Regions from separate parts of the Zea mays genome. Here regions 1 and 2 are each linked to region 3. The links are chromatin contacts, called in public Hi-C maps. All regions are on one chromosome and are shown on one strand. The core of a region is the stretch at or near the end of the contact, and the rest is flanking DNA. Distances in the headings are between cores, read along the strand shown.

What was found. A called contact is a pair of places that touch in the nucleus more often than the background predicts.
Region 1: a contact with region 3 is called in a Hi-C map of tassel, with 3 times the contacts expected there. The contact joins the promoter of LOC103651417 here to the promoter of LOC100277263 in region 3. A contact is called at or near these places in 5 of 25 Hi-C or Micro-C datasets (bundle sheath, ear, endosperm and 2 more).
Region 2: a Hi-C map of bundle sheath shows a contact between it and region 3, with 2.7 times the contacts expected there. The contact joins the promoter of LOC100273527 here to the promoter of LOC100277263 in region 3. A contact is called at or near these places in 4 of 25 Hi-C or Micro-C datasets (bundle sheath, endosperm, leaf and 1 more).

What each region holds. Positions count from the first base shown.
Region 1 is chr3:219,360,730-219,365,157 of Zm-B73-REFERENCE-NAM-5.0, forward strand. It overlaps LOC103651417, which reads left to right and starts at 3,127. Exons shown (of 5, transcript NM_001150673.2): 1 at 3,127-3,546; 2 at 3,705-3,879. The coding sequence starts at 3,170.
Region 2 is chr3:219,377,109-219,381,394 of Zm-B73-REFERENCE-NAM-5.0, forward strand. LOC100273527 (pherophorin like protein) reads right to left here and starts at 2,855. Exons shown (of 6, transcript NM_001147945.1): 1 at 1,556-2,855; 2 at 823-954; 3 at 566-747; 4 at 339-453. The coding sequence starts at 2,773.
Region 3 is chr3:219,192,064-219,196,747 of Zm-B73-REFERENCE-NAM-5.0, forward strand. It overlaps LOC100277263, which reads left to right and starts at 3,177. Exons shown (of 2, transcript NM_001150882.2): 1 at 3,177-3,947; 2 at 4,149-4,684. The coding sequence starts at 3,495.

The DNA.
Region 1 (4,428 bases), core at 1,877-4,376, 170 kb after region 3:
TCGGGCTAAGACCCGGAAGACGGTGAACTCCGCTCCGCCCGACCCCAGGGCTCGGACTCGGGCTAGCACCCGGAAGACGACGAAACTCCGCTTCGCCCGATCCCAGGGCTCGGACTCCGCCCTGGCCTCGGCCGAACGACTTCCGCCTCGCCCGACCCCTTGGCTCGGGCTCGGCCACGGCAACAAAAGGCAAACTCAACCTTGGCTTCGGAGGAACCCCCACGTCGCCCTGCCTAGGGCATAGACCGCCACGCCAACAAGAGGCGCCATCATCATCCTACCCCGAATCGACTCGGGTCACGGAGAACAAGACCGGCGTCCCATCCGGCCAGCTCCGCCGGAGGGGCAATGATGGCGCTCCGCAAGCTCTGTGACGACGGCGGCCCCCGGCTCTCTTACGGAAGCAGGACAACGTCAGCAGGGACTCGACCGCTCCAACAGCTGTCCCTCCATCAGGCTCCGCCGCACCTCCGACAGCCACGACATCACGCCAGCAGGGTGCCCAGATCTCTCCGGCTGCCACATTGGCATGTACCTAGGGCGCTAGCTCTCCCTCCGCTAGACACGTAGCACTCTGCTACATCCCCATTGTACACCTGGATCCTCTCCTTACGACTATAAAAGGAAGGACCAGGGCCTTCTCAGAGGAGGTTGGCCGCGCGGGACCGAGGACGGGACAGGCGCTCTCTTGGGGCCGCTCGCTTCCCTCACCCGCGTGGACGCTTGTAACCCCCCTACTGCAAGCGCACCTGACCTGGGCGCGGGACGAACACGAAGGCCGCGGGACTTACACCTCTCTCACGCTCGACTCCGGCCACCTCGCCTCTCCCCCCTTCGCGCTCGCCCACGCGCTCGACCCATCTGGGCTGGGGCACGCAGCACACTCACTCGTCGGCTTAGGGACCCCCCTGTCTCGAAACGCCGACACTCCCCTCCCGCGTGGACGCTTGTAACCCCCTACTGCAAGCGCACCCGACCTGGGCGCGGGACAAACACGAAGGCCGCGGGATTTCCACCTCTCACTCTCTCCGTCTGCCTTTTCCCCCCTTCGCGCTCCGTCTCGCGCTGACCCATCTGGGCTGGGGCATGCGGCGACATTTCACTCGTCGGCCCAGGGACCCCCCGGTCTCGAAACGCCGACAAGGTCAGAGACAGTCTGCGATGCCAGTTCGCACAAACTGTCTGGTGTGCCACCGGACTGTCCGGTGCACCAAAAAGATAGACGACTTCAACGGTCAACAGCTCCAAACTCCAACGGTCGGCTGACGTGACACTCACCGAACAGTGAACAGTGGAGTGTCCGGTGCATCACCGGACTGTCCGGTGTGCCCATCGACAGAGAATTGAGACAACGACTAGAATAGTGATTGAGGTTATAAATACCTCCAACCACCACCATTCAAGCAATCCAAGCTTCCCACTCTCTACATTCAATACAAGAGCAAATAATACACTCCAAAGACAAATTCAAAGCCTCCAATCCTCTCCAAATGCCAAAATCAAGTCAAGTGATCTAAAATGTTTAGTGACTTGAGAGAGGGTGATTTGTGTTTCAATTGTTGCTTTCTTCATCTATCTCTAAACTCTCTAGTGTTTTGTAAAGCTTGTAAGAGACACATAATTGTGTGGTGATCCTTGCGGGGTCTTAGTGACCCGTGAGATTGAGAAGAAGCACTCAACCGGTCTAAGTGACCGATTGAGACAGGGAAAGAGTTGAAATAGACCCGGCCTTTGTGGTCTCCTCAACGGGAGTAGGTTCTTTGGAACCGAACCTCGTGAAACAAATCGCCGTGTCCATTTGTGTTGATCTTCACCGTTCGATTTGTTTCTTCCATCTCCCCTCTCACTAAAAGTTCTCTTGCTCACGTTGTTTTTGAGTTGGCTCCCAAAGTTATCCGCATTGATTGAGCAAATCACATCAAGAATAACTATCTTCCGTACTCCGAATTCACTATTATTTATTTCTAACCCTAACCCCGGGTGAAGTGCGTGCTCAAAGTTTATAATTTTCAGTTTTCGTCTATTCATCTCCCATCTAGTCGATTTTCAACGACAATGAGAAGGAGAAAGCACTCGTAGTGGTTGCATGAAATCCGGAACGCTCATAGTGGTTGCATGGGGATCCGGAACACGCTGGTTGATGGGGCAAGGTCGATGTTCTATATGATGGTACGAAATAATCTGGGTGAGGACAGAGACCAGAAAAGAGATGGGAGCATAGGAGTTGGAAAAATCGGTCCAGTGTCCCTAGACAAACATGTGGTTCCACCCCTAATGAGTATAAGTGTATAACTCCGCTTGCTATGCTCATAGAGCAGGATAAGTGATCCATAGATCCACAAAGCTGGTGCGGGCGCAACATCGAAGGGTTTGATTCAGCTAACTAAAGTTTAATGTTTGAATATTAATTATGAGTATTATATAAAGATTTAATAAAGGGCATGCACTCCAACTTGGAAGTGTATACAGCGTCACATCCGATGTACTAACGAGTGAAGCATAGAAATATGGAAACCAAATGTATATTCGCAATGCCGCAATCACGGAGTGAGGCCGGAGGAGATATGCAGATGCATGTACATGTACCTGAAGCACTCATGTACATACTACATTGGTCAATGAACCACCAGGAGTCCAGCGTATGCTCGTCGTATGCAAGAGGTCAGACTAGGCGGATACAAAATGACAGCAGTCCGTGGGAGTTCTTTCAAGGGCGGTGCCGATGTACGAGCCTGGTAGTGGCGGTAACAGGGTGACGCCGCGGGCCGTGGCGTGGACTACTACCTCTGTATTGCCGGCGACCGCTGCCTCTGACCTTGCCGCTGCCGATACAGAGTCGTCACATCGCCGCATCTGTCAGCCTCTGCCACCTCAGCCTCAGCAGGGAAAACCTTCCCGGCGGATTCCCATGGCGCAGCCGCTCAGGCCCCAGCGGCCAGCGACCGGCCGAGAATCTAACCGGAGATAATCCGGCCGGCCAGGGCCAGGGCCAGCCCAGGGAAAAAGCTGAGAGAGAGAGCCAGAGAGGCCAGGATAAAAGGCGCAAAACCCGTCGCTCTCTGCTTACTATTATAAAAAGTCGGGCGCGCCGGCCTCATCTGACCCGTCCGTGTCCGTGTCCGTCCCCGCAAGGCCCAGCTCCTCGCTGCTCACTCCACAGCGCCGCGCAATGGCGGCCAAGCAGCGGCACCGGCAGCTGCCACTCCTGCCCCTCCTCGCCGCGGCCGTCGCGTGGTCGCTACTGCGCGCCGCCGCCGCCGCGGGCACGGGCACTGGCACGCTCGGCCTCCGGCACAAGCCCGCGAGGCAGCACAACAGCACGCGGCACGGGGGAGGGCGGCGCGCCCAGCGTGGTGGCGCTCCCGGCACTGGCATGGCGTCGTGCAACCTGTTCCAGGGCAGCTGGGTGTACGACGACACGCTGCCGATGTACGACGCGGCGGGGTGCCCCTTCGTGGAGCCGGAGTTCGACTGCCAGAAGTATGGCCGGCCCGACAAGCTGTACCTCAAGTACCGGTGGCGCCCGGCGTCCTGCGAGCTCCCGAGGTACGTACGCGTGCTCGCCTCCATCGATCGAATCGAATCGAATCTCGGCGCGCCAGCAGGAGCCAAGCGCCCAGGCCGCGCCGCGCGGCTGTGCAGTGCAGGCTGTGCTCCTGGAGCTAATAACGGCGCGCCCGCCGTCGTTGCTGCCAACACGCCAGGTTCAACGGGCAGGACTTGCTGAGGCGGTGGAAGGGGAAGAAGATACTGTTCGTGGGGGACTCCATCAGCCTGAACCAGTGGGAGTCGCTTGCGTGCATGCTGCGCGCGGCCGCGCCGGCGTCCTCCAGGGTCGCCTACGCCAGGGGCAACCCCGTCTCCAGCGTCACGTTCCAGGTGCGTACGCGCCGCTACCCTGCCGCGCCCGTGCCCCTGCATGTGCTATGCTAGTACCAGTGTACCACTCCTTTCGGTTTTAGTGAGAGTAGCACGGCGCAACGTTCTGGCGAAAAATAGGGTCGTCAAACTAGGCCTTAAGCATCTAATTAACCAAAGATTGGAAATAGACAGTATAATCTTTCGAAAAGGTTTGTGCCTGTGCCCGTGCTGGGCTTTTGGGAGTTCCGGCCGCAGGCCTTGGGGCACTAGGGGTGGAACGGCGCGTTTGTCTGCCGCAGATGGAGGCGGGGCAGTGTAGTGTAGTGTAGCGCACCAGCGCCAAATCGCACCGCCCATTTGCTCATGTGGTGGTGGCAGAGGAGGAATTCGCTCGTGGGTGGTCCGTGACGGGGGAAGGGACACAAAAAGGCGTTCCATGGTTCGCTTTTGGCGTTTTGCTACGGATACAGGTCTCCTTGCTCATCGGTCTTACTACCCGTGAACCGTGATACGCTGACAGGGGGTCAAAACTGTTGGACCCTCTCGTCCTGTGTCCACCAGATGCGA
Region 2 (4,286 bases), core at 1,605-4,104, 180 kb after region 3:
GACCGGCACGGGATGGGGGGTACGCTGTACGCACCGCCGTTCTACGGGCTCCGATCTGCACGTGAACTAGCAGAGGCGTGCCGGATCACGCGCGGCGCGGGCGCGGGCACAGCAGGCGCCAGCCGGGGGGGCTGTAGGCGTACCGCGGAGTACGTCGGTACGTGACACCCGACACGCATGTGCGGACGGCATCGGGGGAAAAAGAAAGTTGTTTTGTCCTCTCCATCCAAGCGTAGAATTCACTCACTCGCTCACTCTACGGAAAAGGTACATCCTACTGTACAGTCTCTACATCTACACGGAGTGGACCCAACCCACGGCGAGTGAATGTACGTTACCTGGCTGACGATGCCGGTGTCCTGCTTCATCCACTCCCACGGGATCTGGAACCGGGTGTAGCGGCCGGTGGCGGCGTCCCGGACGCGGGCGAGGTTATACACGCCGTGCTCCAGCCTGAAATTCCAGTCGGGGCACAGGCACGCCGCACGCGCATTGAGACCCAAAAAAAAAAAAGAAACCCCCTTGCGATCAAAAAAAGAAAAAGAAAGTCCCCCGGCCCGCTTACTTCTCGAAGAGCGCCTGCATCTTCTTGAGCGCCGCGGCGCAGGGCTGGCGCGCGTCGTCGCGGAAGGAGGCCGCCTCCCGCTCCAGCTTCTTGAGGTCGCAGTAGCCGAACGCCGCCTCGCGGAGCGCGTCCGCCTTGTTCTCCGGCCACTCGAAGTGCTTCAGCACCGCGCGCTCGTCCACCTGCACGGACACGAGTGCCGGATTGTTAGCAAAGGCTGAAGCCGACGGTGGGCTCGTCGGCTACCTTGAACGCACCAGGCGCGAGAGCTCGTCGTCCAGCCACTTGACGAAGCTCACGACGTCCTCGATGTCCACGAACGCCGCGCCCTCCACCTCCTTGATCAGGAACCGGATGAAGTCGCCCTGCCTCTCCACGTCCGACTTGATCTGCCAGAGCAGAGTCTGTGGCGGTCAGTTTTTGCAATTATAGTTTACTTCTTTTTTTTTCTGTCGAACTGCTTCAGAATTCGACACGTCCACCTCGGATCACGTACTACGTTTCTAGTTTACCAGCCCGCCCGTAGTATCAGCACAATGTACCGTCAACATTTCAGCAATGAGAATGCATTTGGATTTCTGGCATGGACATCGAGGAGGATAACTCGAGAGCAAACGGATCATGCATGCATTGACCGTAGCAGCCGTATATCTACCCAACCAAACCGCTTCTCTTGTAATAACGACGGAGACCGCTTGTAATATTGTCATAAATGACGACGGAGACCGCTTGTAATATTGTCATAAATGACGACGGAGAACGACGCCTCCACTGTTCCACGACTGTGCGTCACCAAACCAACCAACCAACCTACACGAAGCGTTCTTCGGGTCGTTCCATTCGGACAGTGGTTAGAAGGCTAGCAGCTGAAGAGGACGCCTATCTACCCGACCTAACGCGCGTAGTAGCTGCGTACCGGCGGCGGTGGTCACGGTTCGGAAAACGAGAACGAGGTGATTACGGATGGATGGATGCTTCAGCTTTACGCACCGCGAGGAGATGCGCAGACCGGTTCTCGATCTCTCCGATCATGTCGCGCGTCGCCGCCGCGCCGCCGCCGCCTCCGTTCGCGGCCTCACTTGCTGTGCCGCTGCCGTCCCTCTTGGACTCCCGCCGCATTAACGAGTGGTAGAACTCCACCACCTCGGGCACGCGCCTCACGTCGCCCTGCCCCGACGATGCCCCTGCAGGCGGTGCTGGCGCGGCGCCGAACTGCCTCCTTGCCGGAGGGGGAGGCGGCGGCGGCGGCGGCGGCGGGGGAGGCGGAGCGGCGGCTGCGCTTCCGTCCACGCTGGCTGAGTTCGGGGGAGAGGATCTCTTGCTCCTGCTGGGAGGTGGCGGAGGAGGGCAAGGCGGCGGCGGCGGAGGTATGGGCGGGAGCTTTGAGAGCTCTACCACGCGGGGCCTTGGAGCGGCTGCCGTGTCCGACGACGAGCGGGAGTGCGCTGGCGAAGACGAGGTCGACGTGGAGGAAGACGGCGAGGGCGGCGGCGACGAGCTTGCGGGCGAAGGGTGCGACGAGCTCGCGGAGAAGTAGGACTTGGACTTCAAAGGCGCTGGCCCTGGCGCTGGCGGCGCTGGAGGATCAAGCTGAGCTAAACTCGCGCGGTTTGGCTTTGGCGCAGCGCTGGAGCTCTCGAGACGCTCGCTCGGCGCCGAAGCGGACGAGGAGCAGTCGTCGGCGTCCGCTGCCGCGTCCTGCCGCGTCCTCAGCTCCGCCATCTCCTTCTCCAGCTCGACGATCCTCTGCTTCCTGCTCGTGACCTCGAGCGCGGCGGCGTCGAGCTCGGCGCACAGCCGCCCGTTCTCGGCCTCCAGCCGCTCCGCGGTGTCCCTGCACCTCTGGAGCTCGGCCTTCTTGGCCGCGAGCTCGGCCTCCAGGAACGGGACGATGGCGACGGTCTCCTTGAGTATCTTCTGCTCCAGCAGCTCCACGCGGAGGCGCGACTCCCGCTCCTGGAGCTGCTCGATGGCGCGCAGCAGCTCGGCGACCTGCGGCGGCGCGCGGGCGGCGGGGCGCACCTGCGCCGAAGAGCGCGGGAAGTACGCGCCGAAGGACCGCGCGAGCGCCGACGCCTTGGACGGCGCCGACCCGGCGGTGGACACGGACCCCGACGTAGGCGCCCGAGAAGGAGACGCCGCCTCCGGCACCTGCGACTTGGGGCTGCGCTGGAAGCCCATGGCCGCCTTGACCCGGCCTGTCACCATGGCGGTGTTCTTAACTTCACTAAACCACCGTGGAGAGACCTACGTACCGTTAGGACTGCGCCGGGGCGCACTAGCACATGACTACTCTCAGCGGCGGCCGCGGCGGCGATGCACTAGGAACTGCCCTTCGGGGTTTAAGCTGGAGGCGCGGGGCGCGGCGTCCGAGAAACGGGTCTTTTGGGTTGAAAGGGCCGTGGCGGGGAGCCGACGGGGTGCGAGCCGAGCTATCTATATGATCGGCTGGCACGCTCTACACAGCCGACGGGTCACAGTGGATGGTGTTGGTAAACACGCTATATCTATCTATATGATCGGCTGGCACGGGGATGGACCAGCACGAGCAGTAGGGACGCCACTGGCAAAAGCTGGCTACTCACCGCTATGGGTCAAATCTCCGTGTGTCATCGTCGATGCAGGCGTGTGCCATCGTTGCATGTTTGCTTGTACGACCTGCCCAAAAGCTCAGAAACGGAGGGAATTAAAAGTTGATACTACAAAACTCCATATCTATGGGTTATCTCCCAATAAAAGCCGAGGATCCGACACTCTGTTTTTTCTATATAAACCCCGACATCCTGTTTTACATCTAAGAAAAAAAACAAAATTATATAAAAACAAATAGTTTTCTACAGTGTACTTGTTTAATTAATTAGCTTTTTACAGTGTACTTGTTTGATATCATAAATATGATCAAAATTACAGAAAACAAATATTTTTGACATCAACAAATATACTTCCTCCATTTTTTATGTGATGATGTTTAGTTAAAAATTGAACTACACAATGCCAAATATAAGCGAAAGGAGGTAGTACTATAAAAAAATATAATCAATATTTTTTTTGATAAAACTAAAATGGTATTACAAATGTTATTTATTTGTTATAGACAATCAAATTTGAGATGTTTTGACTCTAAAAAATTAAAATAACTTACAATCTTGTATGGTGGGATGGTTTGACTTTTTTAAACATTGAAATTTAGTATGAAGGGGTAATAAACATTGGCAAATTATTGTGCTCGTTTTCACGTTGAGGCTCGACAGCTCTATTTAGATTACCACATGTTGCGCTATGTAGCGATGGTCAAGTGCAACTCGTAGTTCATATATACTAGTTAGGTGTCCGTACTGTTCGTGTCGAGTACCGGCAACACGTTACATAGCGTTTTTAGGAGGACAGTAACGTCAATCGTAGCTCGATGGTACATGCGGAACATATCAGAACACAAGAAGTTGTGCAGGTTCGGACTGTTAGTGAGCATAGTCCCCTACGTGGTTTCTGGTCGTGGAATTGTTCGATGCCTCTCCTCGTTACAAGTGGTTTCTAGATGTAGAAGATGAATGTGGCGTGTGTCTGTCATTTTTTAGTAGGGGTCTCCTATTCAGCCTTCGTAGGGGTCTTCTATTCAGCCTTATCATCGATTGAATCAGAGTTACAGAGATAGAACTAGTGCATGATCTCCACGACCCACCTTGTCCGTGTCACATTGCGTCCATCCATGGTCAACGAGTCG
Region 3 (4,684 bases), core at 1,927-4,426:
AAACCACTCCTCCGAGGCCTCGGGGGCTACACCCGGCGGGTGCGCTCGCGCGCACCCACCGGAACAAAACCCAACCGAGAAAAGCTGGTCCCCCTACAGAAAAGTGCGACGAAAGCCTCCAAGCGAGTGCAAACACTCCCTTCGAGGCTCGGGGGCTACTGTCGGGGACCATAATTAGGGGTACCCTCAAGGCTCCTAATTCTCAGCTGGTAACCCCCATCAGCACAAAAGCTGCAAAGGCCTGATGGGTGCGATTAAGTCAGGGATCAGTCCATTCGAGGGACACGATCACGCCTCGCCCGAGCCTAGCCTCGGACAAGGGCAGCCGACCCTGGAGGATTTCCGTCTCGCCCGAGGCCCCCCTTCAGCGGCGAACATATTCCCGGCTCGCCCGAGGCCCTGCCTTCGCTAAGAAGCAACCCTGACCAAATCGCCGCACCGACCGACCAAGTCGCAGGAGCATTTAATGCAAAGGTGGCCTGACACCCTTATCCTGACGCGCGCCCCCCAGCCGGCAGAGCCGAAGTGACCGCCGTCACTTCGCCGCTCCACTGACCGGCCCGACAGAAGGGCAGCGCCGCCTGCGCCACTCCGACTGCAGTGCCACTTGACATAGTAAGACTGACAGGCAGTCAGGCCCTGCCGAAGGCACCATAGGAAACTCCGCTCCGCCCGACCCAGGGCTCGGACTCGGGCTAAGTCCCGGAAGACGGCGAACTCCGCCCGACCCATGGCTCGGACTCGGGCTAAGTCCCGGAAGACGGCGAACTCCGCCCGACCCAGGGCTCGGACTCGGGCTAAGTCCCGGAAGACGGCGAACTCCGCCCGACCCAGGGCTCGGACTCGGGCTAAGTCCCGGAAGACGGCGAACTCCGCCCGACCCAGGGCTCGGACTCGGGCTAAGTCCCGGAAGACGGCGAACTCCGCCCGACCCAGGGCTCGGACTCGGGCTAAGTCCCGGAAGACGGCGATCTCCGCCTTGCCCAGGGCTCGGACTTGGGCTCGGCCCCAGAAGACGACGATCTCCGCCTCGCCCGACCTAGGGCTCGGACTTGGGCTCGGCCCCAGAAGACGACGATCTCCGCCTCGCCCGACCTAGGGCTCGGACTTGGGCTCGGCCCCAGAAGACGACGAACTCCACTTCGCCCGACCCCAGGGCTCGGACTCCGCCCCAGCACCAGCCGGCAATCTCCGCCTCGCCCGACCCGGGGGCTCGGACTCGACCTCGGCCTCGAAGGAGCTTCCGCATCGCCCAACCTAGGGCGCAGACCAGCCACGTCAACAGGAGGCGCCATTATCACCCTACCCCGAGCTGACTCGGGCCGTAGGGAATAAGACCGGCGTCCCATCTGGCTCGCTCCGCCAGATAGGCAATGATGGCGCCCCGCATGCTCTGTGACGACGGTGGCTCTCAGCCCCCTTACGGAAGCAAGAGGACGTCAGCAAGGACTCAACCGCTCCGACAGCTGTCCCTCCGCCAAGCTCCATCGCTCCTCCGACGGCCACGACATCACACCAGCTGGGTGTCAAGATCTCTCTGGCTGCCACAATGGCATGTACCTAGGGCGCTAGCTCACCTCCGCTAGACACGTAGCACCCTGCTACACCCCCATTGTACACCTAAATCCTCTCCTTACGCCTATAAAAGGGAGGACCAGAGCCCTCTTAGAGATGGTTGGCCGCGTGGGGACGAGGACGAGAACAGGCGCTCGTTTGGGGCCGCTCGCTCCCTCTCCCGCGTGGACGCTTGTAACCCCCTACTGCAAGCGCACCCGACCTGGGCGCGGGACGAACACGAAGGCCGCGGGATTCCCACCTCTCTCACGCCGGTCTCCGGTCGCCTCGCTCTCCCCCCTTCGCGCTCGCCCTCGCGCTCGACCCATCTGGGCTGGGGCACGCGGCGACATTCACTCGTCGGCTAGGGACCCCCGGTCTCGGAACGCCGACAAGACGAAACATCTATAAATGCTCCTTGAAATGTATTATTCATGGATATAAAAAAATGCATCCAATTGAGCTGATAATCGTACTTTATCCGTGTGGATTGATTCGGTCCCCAAGAGTTACCAATCGATCCACCGCCGTGCGCTGTGTACTGCTGCCGTTCACCCCCGGAGATAATTTCCTCGGCGCCTTCACGCGCCCGGACGCTGCTCGCTCGTGGTCCCATTCCCATCCCGCGGACCGGTCCCAGGCAACAGCTGTTGCGGCTATTCACTCCACGTAGGCCTGTCTCTCTTTGTGCCGTTCTGCTAAACAATCTTTGGCAGGGAGCAATGAGTCGGGCACGCAAGGAGGAGAGCCAACACGCCCTGCTTTTTTTTTTTTTGCTTTCTTCTCTGACGACGCCACGCCGCGTTCCTTTCGTGTCGCGTCGCTGCTCTTCCGGACGAATGGTTGCGCCCAATCCACGCGGTTCCTGCCGTTACGCACGCACGCACGTAGATCTATCTACTAGTCCAGTCCAGCCCATTTCAAACAGCAGCTCGGTGACTTCGCTGTGTGTGCTCCATATGGTGGCACAGACCGTGCCAACCTCGGGGTTAACGTCCGCCTCCTGCCGAACTGAGATCGCCGGCCGGATGGGGCCCAACCAGGCGACGCGCCTTCCGTGATGGCTACTTGGATCCAATCTGATGTCAGGACGCCCGGTCAGGCGCCGGTTCCTTGCCGTCGCAGTTGCCTCCCTCTCTCTCTCTCTCTCTCTCGTTACGCTATGGCTGGTAAAGGCCGACCACGAGCAGAAGGCATCTTCTCCGCCGCCCGCCGCCACCGTCAATCTCGCCAAGCTCCCACCGGACAAACATCCCGCCTCTGAAACCGAGCATGGCGAGCACTCCCGAACCACAACTAATACCCGATGTTCTTCTTATCGATGGGCGCGCACGCACGTCGACCGCTGTCTGTCGCATTTGTTTTATATCCTCCTGCATCAGTAGTGGTACAGCAAAACGCGTATTATATGGTGGGATAATCTGTTTCAGATCTGCAGGGGGGCACGACCCGGGCACTCGTCAAAGACAGCTCAATTTTTACAGCTCGGCAGCAGGGCAAGCAGCGGGCGATGACCCCCCCCCCCCCCCCCCCCCCCCCCCCTCTCCCAAAACAGAGGTCAAGCGGGAGGGCATTTTCTTAATGACGGGGGCTTACGCGATTAATATTGACAGGGACAGACATGTTCTCTTGCGAGACCCACTTGGCAGTATTATTGAAACCGGCCGCGCACCTACTCCCTGCCTTCACGCGGCCACCGGCTTATTCAAGAGCACCAAAAGGGGTTTCGGCATGGATGGATAGCACACAGCGAGCGAGCGAGAGCGGTGAGCCCGGCCACCAGCGCCGGAGGCCGTCGTCGTCTTACTAGCCGACGCTCGACTTGGGCATGAATTGCTAGCCGCGCGGGTGAGAGATTGCTAGGTAGCCAGCTAGGTACGGTGTGGGGAGTTGAATCGGAGGTCTGCCGCTCGAGGCGGCGGCGGCAGAAGGCCGGTAGGATGAAGAAGCTCCACTGGCTGGTGCGGTTCCTGTTCGGGCCGGTGCCGGTCTACTTCTCGGCGCTGGCCATCCTCATCGTGCTCACCAACGCGCAGTACTTCGGGCTGGTGGGCGTCGGCGTGGCGCCGCGCACCGCGAAGCTGGCCTCCTCGGCGCCCGTGGTCAGCGTCATGAAGTACTGCGACATCTTCCGCGGCGAGTGGGTGCCGGACGCGGAGGCGCCCTACTACAACCACAAGACGTGCCACATGATCCAGGAGCACCAGAACTGCCTCAAGTACGGCCGCCCCGACCTGGGCTTCCTCAAGTGGCGGTGGCGGCCCTCCGGATGCGAGCTGCCGCGCTTCGACCCGCTGCAGTTCCTGCAGTTCGCCCGCGGGAAGTCGCTGGCCTTCGTCGGGGACTCGCTGGCGCGGAACCACATGCAGTCGCTGCTCTGCCTCCTGTCCCAGGTCCGTTGGTTACTTCGTTTATGTGCTCGGCTGCTCCTGAGTGATGATGATGACAACGGCCTGCTCTGCCGCCGAGACGCATCAGACTTTGCGCAGCTGAAGCTTCCACTTCCACACTACACCACACCACCAGAGCAGAGACAGCCACATGCAAGCAGCGAACTGACCTCGCGACCACTGTGTCTCCATGGCTGGCTGCAGGTGGCGTATCCCAAGGACCTGTCGGCGAACCCGTCGGACCAGAACAAGGTGTACCACTACCGGGCGTACAACTTCACCATCAGCATGTTCTGGTCGCCGTTCCTGGTGCGCGCCCGGGAGCCCGACCACGACGGCCCCGCGCACACGGGCCACTGGAGCCTCTACCTGGACGAGCCCGACGACAAGTGGGTGTCCCAGATGCCCCGCTTCGACTACGTGCTGGTGTCGGCGGCCAACTGGTTCTCCCGCCCCTCCCTCTTCTACGAGCGGCGGCGCCTCGTCGGGTGCAGCTTCTGCAGCCGCCAGTACGGCGTGCCCGACCTGACGCTCTACTACTCGCAGCGCCGCGCGTGGCGCGTGGCGCTGCGCGCCATCAACGACCTGGAGCGCCTGCGAGGGCGCGTCATCGTGCGCATGCTCTCCCCGATGTCGCACTTCGAGAACGGGACCTGGGACCACGGCGGCGACTGCAGGCGCACGCAGCCGCTGCGGGCGAACCAGACCGCCATGGAGGGCCGCGACCTGCACTTCTACAC